Regions from separate parts of the Bicyclus anynana genome. Here region 2 is linked to region 1. A link is a contact called in public Hi-C data. All regions are on one chromosome and are shown on one strand. Each heading gives the region's core, a stretch centred on a gene start, on an enhancer-like site or on the middle of the called end of the contact. The rest is flanking DNA. Distances are from core to core; before and after follow the strand shown. Region 1 overlaps LOC112050048. Region 2 holds the start of LOC112050044 (eukaryotic initiation factor 4A).

Region 1 (7,018 bases), core at 468-2,967:
ATCAGTGTTTTTTTACTGGCAATATGGCAATGACTGGCAATACTGAGGGCATGAATTCTCATATTTTTGCCGAGGAACATTCCTTTTTTTATTAATATTTACTTCCATTTACAGTTTAATTTTTTCGCAGTAAAAACGTTTTAAGCGCTATGCGAAGGGCGTCACTCACAAACGTGTTCTAGAATTAATTTTTTTTAGAGTTGTTTACCTTTTAACCGGCTAAGGAAAATGACTGCAGGTTACTGATTGCATAATATATAAACCTAACTGTTTTAGTTGTTATGTAATGTTAATATTATTAAAATTAATAATTTATGTGTAATTTACAAGTTGCACTTAAAAACATTGGCCGTGCAAAAACAGTGCTTTCGTGTATTTTTAAGCTATATGAATTTGTTCCTAAATTAAAATGTCAATTGCGTTTCTTAGGCCGATGACTGCATGACGACATTAGGATAGACGATGTTTTGATTTTTGACTTTTGTACCTCCCTACATTTCCCATTTCCCAATAGGAAACACATAATATTGAAAAACAGTCTTATTTGTACCTTAACAATATTTTTAGTTTACTTTTTACATAGAGTGAAACTTTTTACTCTCTTAAATGAGTTTTGGCACCGTACCAAAGAATTCCGACTGTTTCTGAGAAGTAATAGGTATGTGTACCTAATTCAATCTCGATGAAAGTTTTTACAGTAGGTGTTGCAGAGAAAGTTGCACATCATTCGGATTAAAGATTATAACCCAACGTAGTAGGTATATGAGTAATGAGCATTTCTATGAGAGGTGGGATTGTAGTTGTACCGACTGGTCAATGTAGGGCGCCGCGACCGCCGGCCTCAAAGCCCGACCGGTTGCCATCTTTGGTCGCGACCGGTTTGTGACCATACGCTTTCTGTACACAACACTTTAATTCGATGTTTAAACTTTGTTTTATGATCTTTTACTGGGACAGAATTATTATTTGTGTCTTGTATTTCATATTTGGATAAACCTGGCTGAGTTTGCTGTGGGCTCTTCTCGGACCAAGGCGCATTTGGAACCCTCGTAACTTTAATTTTAAGTTTTCGAATGATTATTATCACTATTATCTTAAGTTTAATATTATTACCTGACGTTTCGAAAGAGCTTGTTAAATAAGCCTATTTTTAATAAATAAATTTAGACTTTGACTTTATTTTTATGTTTTTTTTTTATAGTTAGTGTCTTTATCAATAATAAGGGCTGATGCGCGTTTGCTGATGTTAAATTAATTAATGCGTTAAAATAAGATCAATTAACATCTATATCCTCGTCAAATCATGATCGTATTGTCTATGATGCACAAAACGTAACATCGTGTGAAATTGAAAACGTGACATGGCGCTTATGACTTCGTGTGATTATGTATTTATAAATATTTTTGAACACCTTGAAAGTATGCGAAATACTCCCGATTAACCTTTATTGCTATCTACTGTGTAAGCTACATGAAAATCCGTTAAATATTTACGTAGAATAATAAAAAAAAAAAAAATTTTTGTACTTCGCTACTCTTCTATAGCACCAATTAAATTAATGCCAATTTAAATACAGTACAGACATTCAATTCCCACTCTTTTATTAAAGTAAGTATACTTGTAGATAGATAAGTAGATGGTGTACTGACATCCTCCCTCGCGCTCGGGTGAGTCACGAGAAGCCGGCAGGGGACTGACGGCGCCGGCTGATTCACTGCACGCGGACTATTATGCACATATTGATGTCGCAGGTAACTGAATCGCTATTGTGTACTGGATGCTATTGTGCAGCCGAACTTTTGAGGTCCTCCAAACGATTGTTAGCGCCTTAAATTGTGTTATTGTTCCGCGGGACGGACGCGTAGGCTTATTATTTAGATTGGAACAATAACATTAGGCACATATTTGAATCCACAAATGGTTTGCTGTGTACTATAAGTAACTACATACCTAAGTCGCAGTGGTGGATTTACCAGCAGTATAATGGGCTGGAGCCTAAGGCGGCACATTTTAGGGGCGGCAAATTGGGACCAAAAATGTTCATCTTACAGAAATAATGAAAAAACATAGTATGCATAGAGAATACAAGTCTTGGTTTTCGTGACACTCTAGCATCTGCATTGTTACTAAACACTAGCACCTTCAGGTATACTACCTATATGAAAAATTACTAAATCGCTATAAAATATACTAGTAGGGGCCTAGTAGTAGTAGGGTATTATGTACCTACTTATAGCCTACTGGCGGAAAATTTGTAAAGCCGCCACTGATTATGTCGACGACCTCTCTGGTACAAGTTAGTAGTGATAATATGTTCTCAACAAGGTCCTGGGTTCGATTCCCACCTTAGGGCCACTAATTTAGAATTTTATATTAATTTATAAAAATAATTTACCGCGGTGCTTACGAAGGAACTATTAATATTTGATACGGATCGTAATTTCCAAATATATAAAATTATAAATTATTGATTACATATATGTGGTAGAATTTAAAAATACCCAAATTGTGCTTTTTTATTGCCTACGTCTTGCACCTATTAAATAAGTGTAAGGTAGGGTACCGTTGCAAGCGTGGATTGAATGTAATGTACATTATACTATACTGCGTATATTTACGTTCAAATGTATGTCACGATAACATAAATAAAAATGTGAAACAATATTCTGATAAAATAAAATAATCCTACTAGACCGCTAAGAATGTGTACGGTAGCGCCATCTATTTGTGGAGAGTGACACTAATGATCGCCATAGAGTCACAGACTTTACAGTTTGCGGGCTGCGGCGTGACAGTTGGAAAAATTCAAAATTGCGAGGTCATTGTTTAACCATTTTTTTAAATCTCCCATTTATTTACTTACACTTCTTTTTTTAATTTAACAATGTTTATACTTTTATAAGTACAAAATATAATACAAAACACGCAACACTATTAGATTGCTATAGAGAAGTAAAAAAAAATCCAGCACTCCCGTTGTGGAACACTTGTGTGTCCAAGCAACCGGTGGTCAGGTTGCAGAGTGCATTTCAAAAAATCTAAAAATTATTAGTAGAACTATATATAGTCAAAGTAAACATCCATTTGAAGCGGATTTAATACAATCAAGAAACAAATGTGGGCGATAGGTAGGTATTTTAAATAGCGTATGGAAAGAATTCGGCATCGACGCATATCAGCGAGTAGTAATACGATGACGTGAGATCTTATTATACATTTTGCCATCATTTATTTGGTTAGTCTGACGAGATTGGTGGGAGTGGCATGACCGTACGAACCAATTAATCATATGAATATCTCATCTAGTCAGTCATGTACTTGTATGTATTAACGATTATGTACTACATATTACTACTACGACGGCCTCCGTGGCACAGTGGTATGCGCGGTGGATTTACAATATGGAGGTCCTGGGTTTCGGTACGATGTCGTGTCGTAACCGAAAGGGGTGTGGATTTTCATCCTCCCCCTAACAAGTTTCCTTCCGTCATCAAAATCGGTTTAGTAGATCCAGAGATTACTCTCTACAAAACCACATACTTTACCTCTTTATAATATTAGTATAAATATAAATATTACATATCATATTATTCAAGATAGGTACTATTTATAATAGCACATCTGGTTTAATTACAAAAGTAATCAATGTACCAAAATAACAGCCAAGTTAAAAAAACCTTCATCAATCATAATCACCAGGATCTTTGGAAATTCGTTATCAACCCATATTCGTCTCTCTGCTGAGCTTGAGTCTCCTCTCAGAATGAAAGAGCTTAAGCCAGTAGTCCACCACGCTGGCCCAATGCGGATTGGTAGACTTCACACACGCAGAGAATCAAGAAATTATCTGGTGTGCAGGTTGAGGAAAGCCTCAAGATGTTTTCCTTCACCGTTTGAGACACGTGATATTTAATTTTTTAAAATGCACACAACTGAAAAGTTGTGAAATGGAAATTATTTTGGAATAATACTTGTTCCTAAATTGCTTATTTTAAATTACGATAGAAAAAATTATCTAACGCTTACCTTTTCGTATTAATAGACTTGTAACTCTTCGTAGGGCTTCTCTTGGAGACTTTTGGAAGAACTTCGGCGTCAAATTCGGCGGCAGCGTCAGCGGCTTGCGTGCGGCAGAGTTTTCCCACTGTACCGGGATGTCCGCCGCTATCTTCGACGATGTTGTTATTCTATCGAGGTGCTCTGTTGAAGCCGGCCTGTAACAAAAAGTTAATAATAATACCACAAAACTTTCATTTCCTTTACGTAAACAGAGATGTCCGAAATTGGGCCCACTTTTCAGAACGATACAGAAATGAAAAATGTACTAAAAATCTTGTACATTTTACTAGATCTCCTCATTAATTCTGATCCGATCTCGCAGAGAAACTACAAGGATAACTCGCTCCGCTGATGCAGTGATTACTTTATTAAATTAGGCTCTCAAAGTTACTGAGCCTTCTAATAAAGTAATCACTTCTACCAAGTCTCGGATTTAACGGATCATCTCCTTCTTGAAATTGGACCTACCTAACTGGACTACACAATCCAGTTAGGTAGGTCCAATTTCAAGAAGTTTTATTTCTTTTCTTTCTGCGCTCGAAATTGTAGACGAATATACATACCTAGCGCATAGAGGACTCTCACTCAATAATAACTGGGTGGAGCCGTACATGAGCGTTAGACATGATCTTCGTCTTACTTATGTTAATTTTTAGGTTAGGTAAGGTAGGTAAGGTAGGTAGTTGAGAAATTTTGCTGAGATCGTTGATCGTACTAAGATTATCCAGAGTCTCTGCCATAATGACCACATCATCGGCAAACCGTAGTTGAGTGATGTACTCGGCATTGACGTTGATGCCAAATTTGTTCTAGTCCAGAAGCTTAAAGACGTCTTCCAATGCAGCAGTAAATAGCTTCGGGGATATTACATCTCCCTGCTTCGCTCCTCGCTGCAATTGGATTGGCCTCGTTGTCTGATCCTGTATCGGACTGACATAGTGGAGCTTTTGTATAAACATCTTAACACTTGGATGTTACTGTAGCCCATTCGGCGTTTCTGAAAAGTCCTCAGCACAGCCATTTTCACCGAATTGAAGGCTTTCTCATAGTCCACAAACGCTAAGCAAAGTGACGGGTTATACTACGGGTACGGATGTGGTCTATGGTACTAAAGCCTGCTCGGAAACCGGCTTGTTCGGGAGGCTCGGAGTATACCTATGACGAGGCGATTCCTAAACTCTCGAGGCGACTCTCGAGAACTACTTGTAGACATGACTCGACAACAAAATGGCCCTAATTCCTTAGCAAGGTAATTAATAGTTACGTTTTTAAGAACAGAACCACCACGCTCCTATGCCATGCCTCGAGTGTTGTGTCCCCGGATGGGAATATCATATACGAGCTTTGAATCAAAGAGTACGAGTAATTAGAATGGAAAAGACGAGAAAGTTTTATTCATTGAATAGTGATCTAATCTAATAGTTTATAAAATGCTATAGGCGCTCAGTAGGAAGATTACTAAGGACTTTGTAGGAAAATGTAAAGGCCGGATGTTAAACATTGTTGCAAACATCCATGAATGTATATTTATGATGCGAGCGGTGTGCTAGAGGCGTGTGACTCGTGCAAAGCATAATTTATGCTCTTAAATTTATTTTACCTACTACGAGTAGGTATAAATAAAGAATGTGTAAATCTTAAAGTTTATTGTCACAACTCACAAAGAAATATACTTTTCTGAATATCTACAAAACACTGTTGCAAAAAGATGTTGCGTAGTTTTCTGCGTTTCTGATTTTAATTCTAGTTCTGCTTTCATTCTTATTTATATATATTTTTTTTGATTTTTGGTTTTAATTTCGGTCAGCTTTTATGTATTTTTAAAATCAATGTAAATTTTGTATATGAAATAAAATTATTTTTAAAAACCAATTTTATGTTCATCTGTAAAGGTTTTGACTATATCTCTATACGATTTAGGTTGTAACCCTATGCAGTTGAATCAGACTATGAGAGTGACGGAATAGATGCTGTTTTTGACTGTGTGTCACTGGAGTGTTTGGGAGAGTGTAGAAGCTCTGACAGAGTCGAGGTGAGGGCTAGAAGAGCGTAACGGAACATAACGCTAACGTCTCCTGGATACTCTATTCGCTAAGGTGAGGTCCACAGAACTAAAAACAAGGTTATTTCTATTTAAATTCCAAGGTCCGAGTCTCATATTCACTAGATACGCCCTACTTTACTTAGAGGATGGGACCGGTCCGATGTGTTTCGTGTGATCAGTTGGCCTATTTCCTATTTTGGTCTTTATTATCAATCCATCAAAATAAAAAACAAATCAATTGACAAAATGTCATCCACATACTATGATACAAATTACAAATGTCATCCGGTTCTCACGGTGGATATCATATAGTATGTAGATGACACTTTGTTTGCCACTTCAATAGGTTGATAATAAAAACCAAAATAATGAATAGGCCAGCAGACCTGACGTCCCCGTGAGCATTACGGGAATCATTCATCTATTGAGCATAGACAAAAATACACTCGTATATGCGTATCGAATGAAAATCCCTCCGTTTGTCAAAGTAAGATCGTCGTCGTCGTCTATCGTCTATCGTCTGTTCAAAACTGTGTCTTTGTTTGATCATATTTAAAATACTGAAGCTGTAATTTAAAAACACATTTTCTTATTTTTTTCGTTCTTAAAGCTTTGTTAATAAGCATCTCAAAAGTAAATTACAATACATAATTTATTTGCTACTTTCATGACATGGGCAGATTGGATCGAAATTCGAAATCAACTAGGTAAATTGTGTATTGTGTATAACACGTTAAAATTCTTATTGTTTATTTGTTAGCACTATTATTTTTACTATTTTTGTACTCTCAAACTGAAATGTATTGTATTAGCCTGTAAGTTTCACATAAGTGAATAAGTGAATTCTTTGTGGAATAAAAAATTTTTTGAACCTAAAATAACAAACAAACAAAATGGCATACTAACCGATTTCG
Region 2 (7,023 bases), core at 4,522-7,021, 50 kb before region 1:
AATACAAAAAACAGTTTACCATATTATGTACAACTGGAAAAAGCTACAATACATTGTTTCCTTCTAGTACTTTTGTGATTGAAATAGCCTCTCCAGTACCCGATGAGACCTCTCCGCAGTCGGAGCGGTCTACGCGGAACGGGGGCCATCCGGCCGGGCCGGTCCTACGCCTATATATATTAAACTTATCAAGATACGACTATTATAGTAGTTATTATTCATTAATTAAATTAAAACCAATATGTCGGTCCAAAAGAAAATGAGTTCCAATAAAAAATCAGCACAGCGGTACTCGGGATCAGCTCCCAATACTCACACCGTTTATATATCGCAATAGAATGCAGGACACAAATTATAAACTGGAATGCACCGGAGCCTTAGATGAGGTTGGCCACGTCGTTGGGCATTTCCGTTATTGTTGTGTGGTAGAAGTCCTCGATGTCCTTCAGCGCTCGCTTGTCCGCTTCAGTGACAAAGTTAATGGCGATTCCCTTACGACCGAAACGGCCACCTCTTCCAATCCTGGAAACAGATTTAGTGTCAAAAATCACAAAAATTATCTTCATTAAGTATTTTTGGAGTAGTTAGCGATCTTCGACAAACAAGATCCTCACAACATTGGCAGAGTGTCTGGACCACTCAATTCTTAAACATTGGCGCTCAATAAGTATGTTATTGTTAGTAATCCGCTATGTACCTCTCAATTTATAATTAGAACTTGCATATTTTGTATTATTATTACATTACTATTGTATATTTTATATTCGGTATACCTTTAAATAAAAATTTGTTATTATTATACCTTTGAATGTAACCAATATTCCTCCAGTTCCGGAGTGGTGATAACAATAGCACAGAGTAGGGTGTTGAACCTATTACCACTCGCCTAAATTCAGCCTTAACTGTTGAGCTATTGGAGCTTAGATCAATTATTGCTAAGTTTAACATATACTTTACCGATGGATGTAATTCTCGCGGTTAGTGGGCAGGTCGTAGTTGATGACGCACGAGACCTGCTGCACGTCGATGCCGCGCGCCAGCAGGTCAGTGGTGATAAGCACGCGCGACGAGCCGGTGCGGAACTGGCGCATGATCACCTCGCGCTCGCGCTGGTCCATATCTCCGTGCATGGCCGACACGGTGAAGTCGCGCTCGTGCATCGACTCCGTGAGCCAGTCCACCTGGAACCAGAATTTTTTTTTTTATTCTCTACAAGTTAGCTCTTGACTACAATCTGACCTGATGGTAAGTGATAATGCAATCTAAGATGGAAGCAGGCTAACTTGCTAGAAGTAGGATGAGGTTAGTCCTTGACTACAATCTCACCAGATGGTAAGTGATGATGCAATCCAAGATGGAAGTGGGCTAACTTGTTAGGAGTAGGATGAAATCCACACTCCTTTCGGTTTCTACAAAACAATATACCAGAACACTAAATAGCTTGGCAGCACGTTTTTGTCAGTAGGGTGGTAACTAACCACGGCTGAAAGCCTCCCACCAGCCAGACCTGGACCAATTAAGAAAACCCAGCCAGGGATCGAACCCAGGTCCTCCGTCTCGTTAATCCACCGCGCATACCACTGCGCCACAGAGGCCGTCAAAAATGCGTCCACACAACCAGTGGCACGCATTATGAAGTGCACACTAGTGCACACAATTATTAAATTAAATGATATCAAGCATGTATACTGTTTGCCATATACAGCGTAGCAAGGTTATTGTTAGGCTTATAAATAGCATAGAGTAGCCTTAATCTTACAGTGAATCACTACAAGGTCATTTTGCTTTTAGTAATAATAAACAGTTAGTTCTCATGTATTAATGAATATATGTTACCTTGCGGCGGGTGTTGCAGAAAATTACAGCCTGAGCAATAGACAATGTGTCGTACAAGTCACAGAGAGTGTCCAACTTCCAATCTTCCAGCTCAATGGAGATGAAGAACTGTTTGATACCCTCCAATGTTAGCTAGAACAGAAAAAGAAACAATATAAGCAATGTTTACTAAATCTCAAACTCACGTCATACAATGTCTGAGTATGCCCGACTAGTTTTGACGCCACCGCAGTACGATATTATTATTATTTTTTTTTTATAAATTAAAGGACCAAATGGATTGGTTGACCCAATGGTAAGTGGAAAACGGTTGCCTACAAACTGAGAAACATTATACTTGGTGCAAGGAATATGTCGTACAAAAGGCCACTATGTATCAAGCTACAATGTAGGTCTTAAGCCTCAAGTGCCTGTAATCATTCCAGCATTAATTCCCGGAACACAGCAATCCTGCTTGGCCGCAGAATAAGCAAGGCTTACTACAAACTGTATACTACTAACACTTTGTCCTTGCATACTTGAAAAACATGGTGAATTTCGAATAATCTACCAAAAGATTAGGCTTGATAAGATTTATAATTTCAATTCAATGAAGTGATCTTTAACTAAGGAGATAAAATATAACGTAGAAAACCCAATGGTTATAATCAGTAATGTAATATTCAATTTATCCAAGGAGAACAATTTTACTTATAGAAATACATTTCCTCATATAATTTTTCATTATTTAGGATATGTAAAATTTATTTTGCAGTCAGTTGGCTTTCTCCAAGGAGATATATCAGATAAATTTGCTCATAATATGTCCTACATCCCTTTTAATGGAACAGAACCTAAGTTTTTATTGTTAAGCTAAATCTACCTGCAGAAATTGCAAAGAAATCACTGATTATTATTGATATATGGTTTGAGATTATCAATAACTTGGCAAACATGTGTGCATAATCAATTATATGTATTATAAAACAAAACCATAATCTAGCTGCATATTATGTCAAATTGCATTCATTCAGCTGTTATATATATTATTTTGAATAAGTAATAAACATCCTAACATTATAAACATTTAAATCATACATGTTATACATAAAAATTAAACACCAATGTATGTTTCTATTTTATGCACTGCCAGTGATTTAACTTATTTTTTTTTATGCTTACACTAGTCAGAAGTTTATATGGTCATAATAAACAACAAATATTTTGAATGTAATGTGCATTATCAATAGTGATATAAAAAAAAAATCAATTAGTTAAAAAGCAGCAGCAGCTATGCACGAGGCACCAACTAGTTTATAAACGTAAGTAGCATTATTAGAATACTAGAAGACACCAAGTTCATCAGCACAAAATTAATTTTTTTTACAAATCCAGCAGTAACCACAGATTTCTCCAGGTCAGAAATTTGCCTATGTTATTCCAGGGTATAATTTATATCTTTATTACTCAGCCAAATTCAATCAACAGTTTTTGTAAGAGTAACAAACACCCATACATACAAACTTTGGCATTTATAGTACATACAATGCTCGCCACAGATCTTTATGTTTGTGAAGTTAGCTGCAGAATGATTAATGCGCAGAATGCACATTCGTGCAAACGCAAACACTCCCCGCCCGCGCCATTTATACCGTTATAGATTTATTGCGCAGTCATTTGTGCTAACTTCACAAACACAAATATTTGTGGCAAGCACTGTATTAGTGGACCCCAGCGTCTTTGTCAAACAACAAAGTTTGGAAGTTGTTTGGAAAACAATGTAAACTTTCAACACCTATTTCACCACTTTAGGATCTTTTTTAAAGTCTTGAATCACGTATATCTTGTATTTTTTTTCAATTTATGAACAATTTTTTAAAACTACAACTCTAAAAATGAAGAGCTTTTCATACAAGTTTTCAACCCCTATTTCATCCCCTTCTATTTTTTTATTTTACCCTATGTTTTGCTCCAAGATCCCATTTACCATTCCCTTTACCAAAATTCATCTTAATCAGTTCAGCCATTTAGCTGTTTAAAAGGTTCCTAACAGACAGACAGACAGACAGACTTACTTTCGCATTTAAAATATTAGTATAGATAGGATGAATGAGTATTCACCTCTTCCTTTTGCACAAGGATGCGAATAGGCTCCCTCATGAAACACCTGGACACCTCCAGCACATCATCTGGCATAGTAGCTGACAGCAGAATGACCTGCACATCCGCAGACAGCATCTTGAATACATCGTGAATTTGATCCTTGAACCTGAAATGTTGAGTTGTGTGTAAGTAAAATGTATAACTCACTAACATTTTCAATATAAATACACAAATTGACCGATTTGGTGTTAATTGAATCAGCTTTAAAAGATTGAGTCAAAAAATAAGTACATGACATTATATTATTGTAAATTTCAAAAGTTATACACAGAAATATACATATATCCCTATAACCCAATAATTTGCATTGAAAGTGTTGCATGTCTAATCTCTAAGGGGTCTATACTATAAAATATGCTGATAATGTTGATACATACCCTCTGGACAACATCTCATCAGCTTCATCAAGCACAAACAACTTGATTGTATTGGCACGGAGAGCGCGGCGAGTTATCATATCGTACACGCGGCCAGGGGTGCCCACTACCACGTGAACACCGCTCTCCAACTGGCGGATATCTTCACGCACGTTAGTACCACCAATACAAGCATGGCATTTGGCATTCAAGTGATCGCCGAGAGCTATCACCACCTAAAATTTAAAGTTATGTTTGTGAGCTGTAACCAGCAAACATCTTCAAATCATTGAATATAAAAACTTCATCATAACTTTCATCATTCATATTTACTTTTGAAACCAATCAATAAAAGTAATCACAAAAAATAATGAAGTGTTACCTTCTGGATCTGTTGGGCCAACTCTCTAGTTGGGGCTAAAATAAGAGCTTGACACTCGCGAACAGTGGTGTCAATTTGCTGTAGAATAGAAATAGAGAAAGTGGCAGTTTTGCCAGTTCCCGACTGGGCTTGAGCTATAACGTCGCGGCCCTGGATGCAAGGCATAATCGCGCGTTGCTGGATGGCCGAAGGCTTTTCAAAACCGTAGGCGTAAATTCCTCTCAAAAGCTCTTCTTTCAGCTTCATGTCATCAAAGCTTTCCACGACCTCATGCCAGTTTGTGTCGAGCGCGCCGCCGGGTTCCAAGCCCGGGGGTCCATCGAAGCTGACTTGATCCTTCGACGGCCCATTTTTAGGATCCTCCGGCCAATCCTCCGATCTGAAAATCAATAATAATACATCACTTCTAATAATATATGTAGAACCATGTTAGTGCGCCATCGCAAGTTACACCTAATGAATAGGCAAAAATCATTAGAGTACAACTGTCAAATGACATTTCGTTGAATAAGCTATACGCCCTTTGTTGAAATCATTAAAAGTATGTCAGAAATTAAATTACAAACTCTATATTAACTAATGCAAAGGTTACGGTCATAAAGTTTAAAATACATTAGCAAAACACGTGCACAAAGCCGGACTAGGAATACTATTCTTCCAGCGCCATGTTGGCAATCCGAGATCGTGCAGAATATACAGTATTTAATGAAATGGCTTGAAAACCACTATTACGGAAAATTATATACAAATTTGATCAATAACACGTAATTTCTTTCATAAACTTCAATTAAACACAAGGCTTATTAACACAAAAAACGTAACTTACCTTCTTTCAGGTGAATAAGACATGTTCCAATCGCGGTAGCTGAACGGAAAAGAACTAGCAAGGTCAAGTTAAGTTTAGCAAAAGCTTTTTTTATTAGAACAAGAAATATTTAATTAATGTACGTGACTGTATTATATGAATTTTAAAATAATATAACAAAATTATTAAGCACTTCAAATTTAACTAGGATCCTTTTGAACACGAAGATGAGTAATACTAAAATTATTGGAAATAAAACGACGGCTTACGGAAGTAGAAGCCGCAGCTCTGGAACAGAGTATATTATAGATTATTGTACAGATTATATAATATTGTCTATAAACTTCAAGAAATTAAAGTTGAACGCGGCTATATGGCTACGTTTCACTTGGCAATCAGAACGTCCATACACCAAAATACTCATAGAACCGTTCCATAATCCATACTAATATTATAAATGCGAACGTAAGTATGTCTGTCTATCTGTTACCTTTTCATGGCTAAACGGCTGGACCGAGCGATAGCGATAGCAATAATAGAATAGAATAGAAAACCAAACCCCCTTTATGATTCCGAAGAACCCAGAAAGACGGTCGACATGAATTAACTAGCTAAATCTGAGTAGGTGCCGATAGCTCCCTACGGAACCACTACTGCGTCACCGAGCGCAAGAGCATCGCCTGATGAGACCCGAAGGCTGAAAGAAAGATAGGGGACGGAACGACTCTCCAAGGGCGTTTCCCATGAGACTCGGACCTCGGCTTAGAGGGCCATTCGGGAGGGGGTAACCGTGACCTGAGTGAATCAGGACGTATAATTCTATGTAAGTAATCCAATTGATTTGTATTTTGGAACAGCACAGAACGTCATTATAATTATTTTCTAATTTTTCCCATACAAAAACCTGCTATAAATTAACCATTTATAAACGCCACTTTGACAGTTGCCATCCCTATTATCCTGACAAATATTGTGAATCTACCCTTTGTTAAACATTGGTTATCTTATTTTTTTAATCCAGATCTGAGTTTGCTAAATATAGTATTCTAATTTACTTGCGAAATAGAGTTTATGATTGCAACGCTAGCAAGCATATGGAACGGGAAAAGCTACTGGAACGTAGCTTATAAAGATCGCTACAGCAAATAAATATTTAAATATTTATTTGTTGTAGCGACTAATAAAACTACAACTAATAAATATTTAAATATGTATTTGTTGTTACAGTATACATCGTTTATTTTTTACATTCGCAAACATTATCAATTTATGAATTGTAACGCTTGCAACCGACGATCAAGTCGACTGCACTGCCAGAAACGCGCGTAGAGATATGGGCAGTAAAAAATAAGAAAAATATTGTTTTTTTTTGTAGAGTTGTGTATTAATTAATTAAAAATATTAAAAGTGAAATTTAAAAATATTTAAATTGGTACATTATGTTTAAGAATATCTATGTAAATAAAAATGGATCTTCGAAATGTATGTAATTGGATATTTCT

The links. Hi-C and Micro-C count contacts between places; a contact is called where the count stands out from the background.
Region 2: a contact with region 1 is called in a Hi-C map of whole larva, with 6 times the contacts expected there. The contact joins the promoter of LOC112050044 here to the enhancer-like site in region 1. A contact is called at or near these places in 2 of 2 Hi-C or Micro-C datasets (whole body and whole larva).

Annotation. Positions count from the first base shown.
Region 1 is chr3:7,248,035-7,255,052 of ilBicAnyn1.1, reverse strand. It overlaps LOC112050048, which reads right to left. Exons shown (of 15, transcript XM_024088172.2): 12 at 7,011-7,018; 13 at 4,028-4,215. Among protein-coding and RNA genes, the nearest start is that of LOC112050049, 50 kb to the left of the region's middle. Within about 2 kb of position 1,717, at least 8 of the 8 cell types and tissues checked have open chromatin away from gene starts, as enhancers often do.
Region 2 is chr3:7,301,765-7,308,787 of ilBicAnyn1.1, reverse strand. LOC112050044 (eukaryotic initiation factor 4A) reads right to left here and starts at 5,771. Exons shown (of 8, transcript XR_002887128.2): 1 at 5,543-5,771; 2 at 4,717-5,095; 3 at 4,356-4,570; 4 at 3,937-4,084; 5 at 1,837-1,968; 6 at 958-1,181; 7 at 319-522.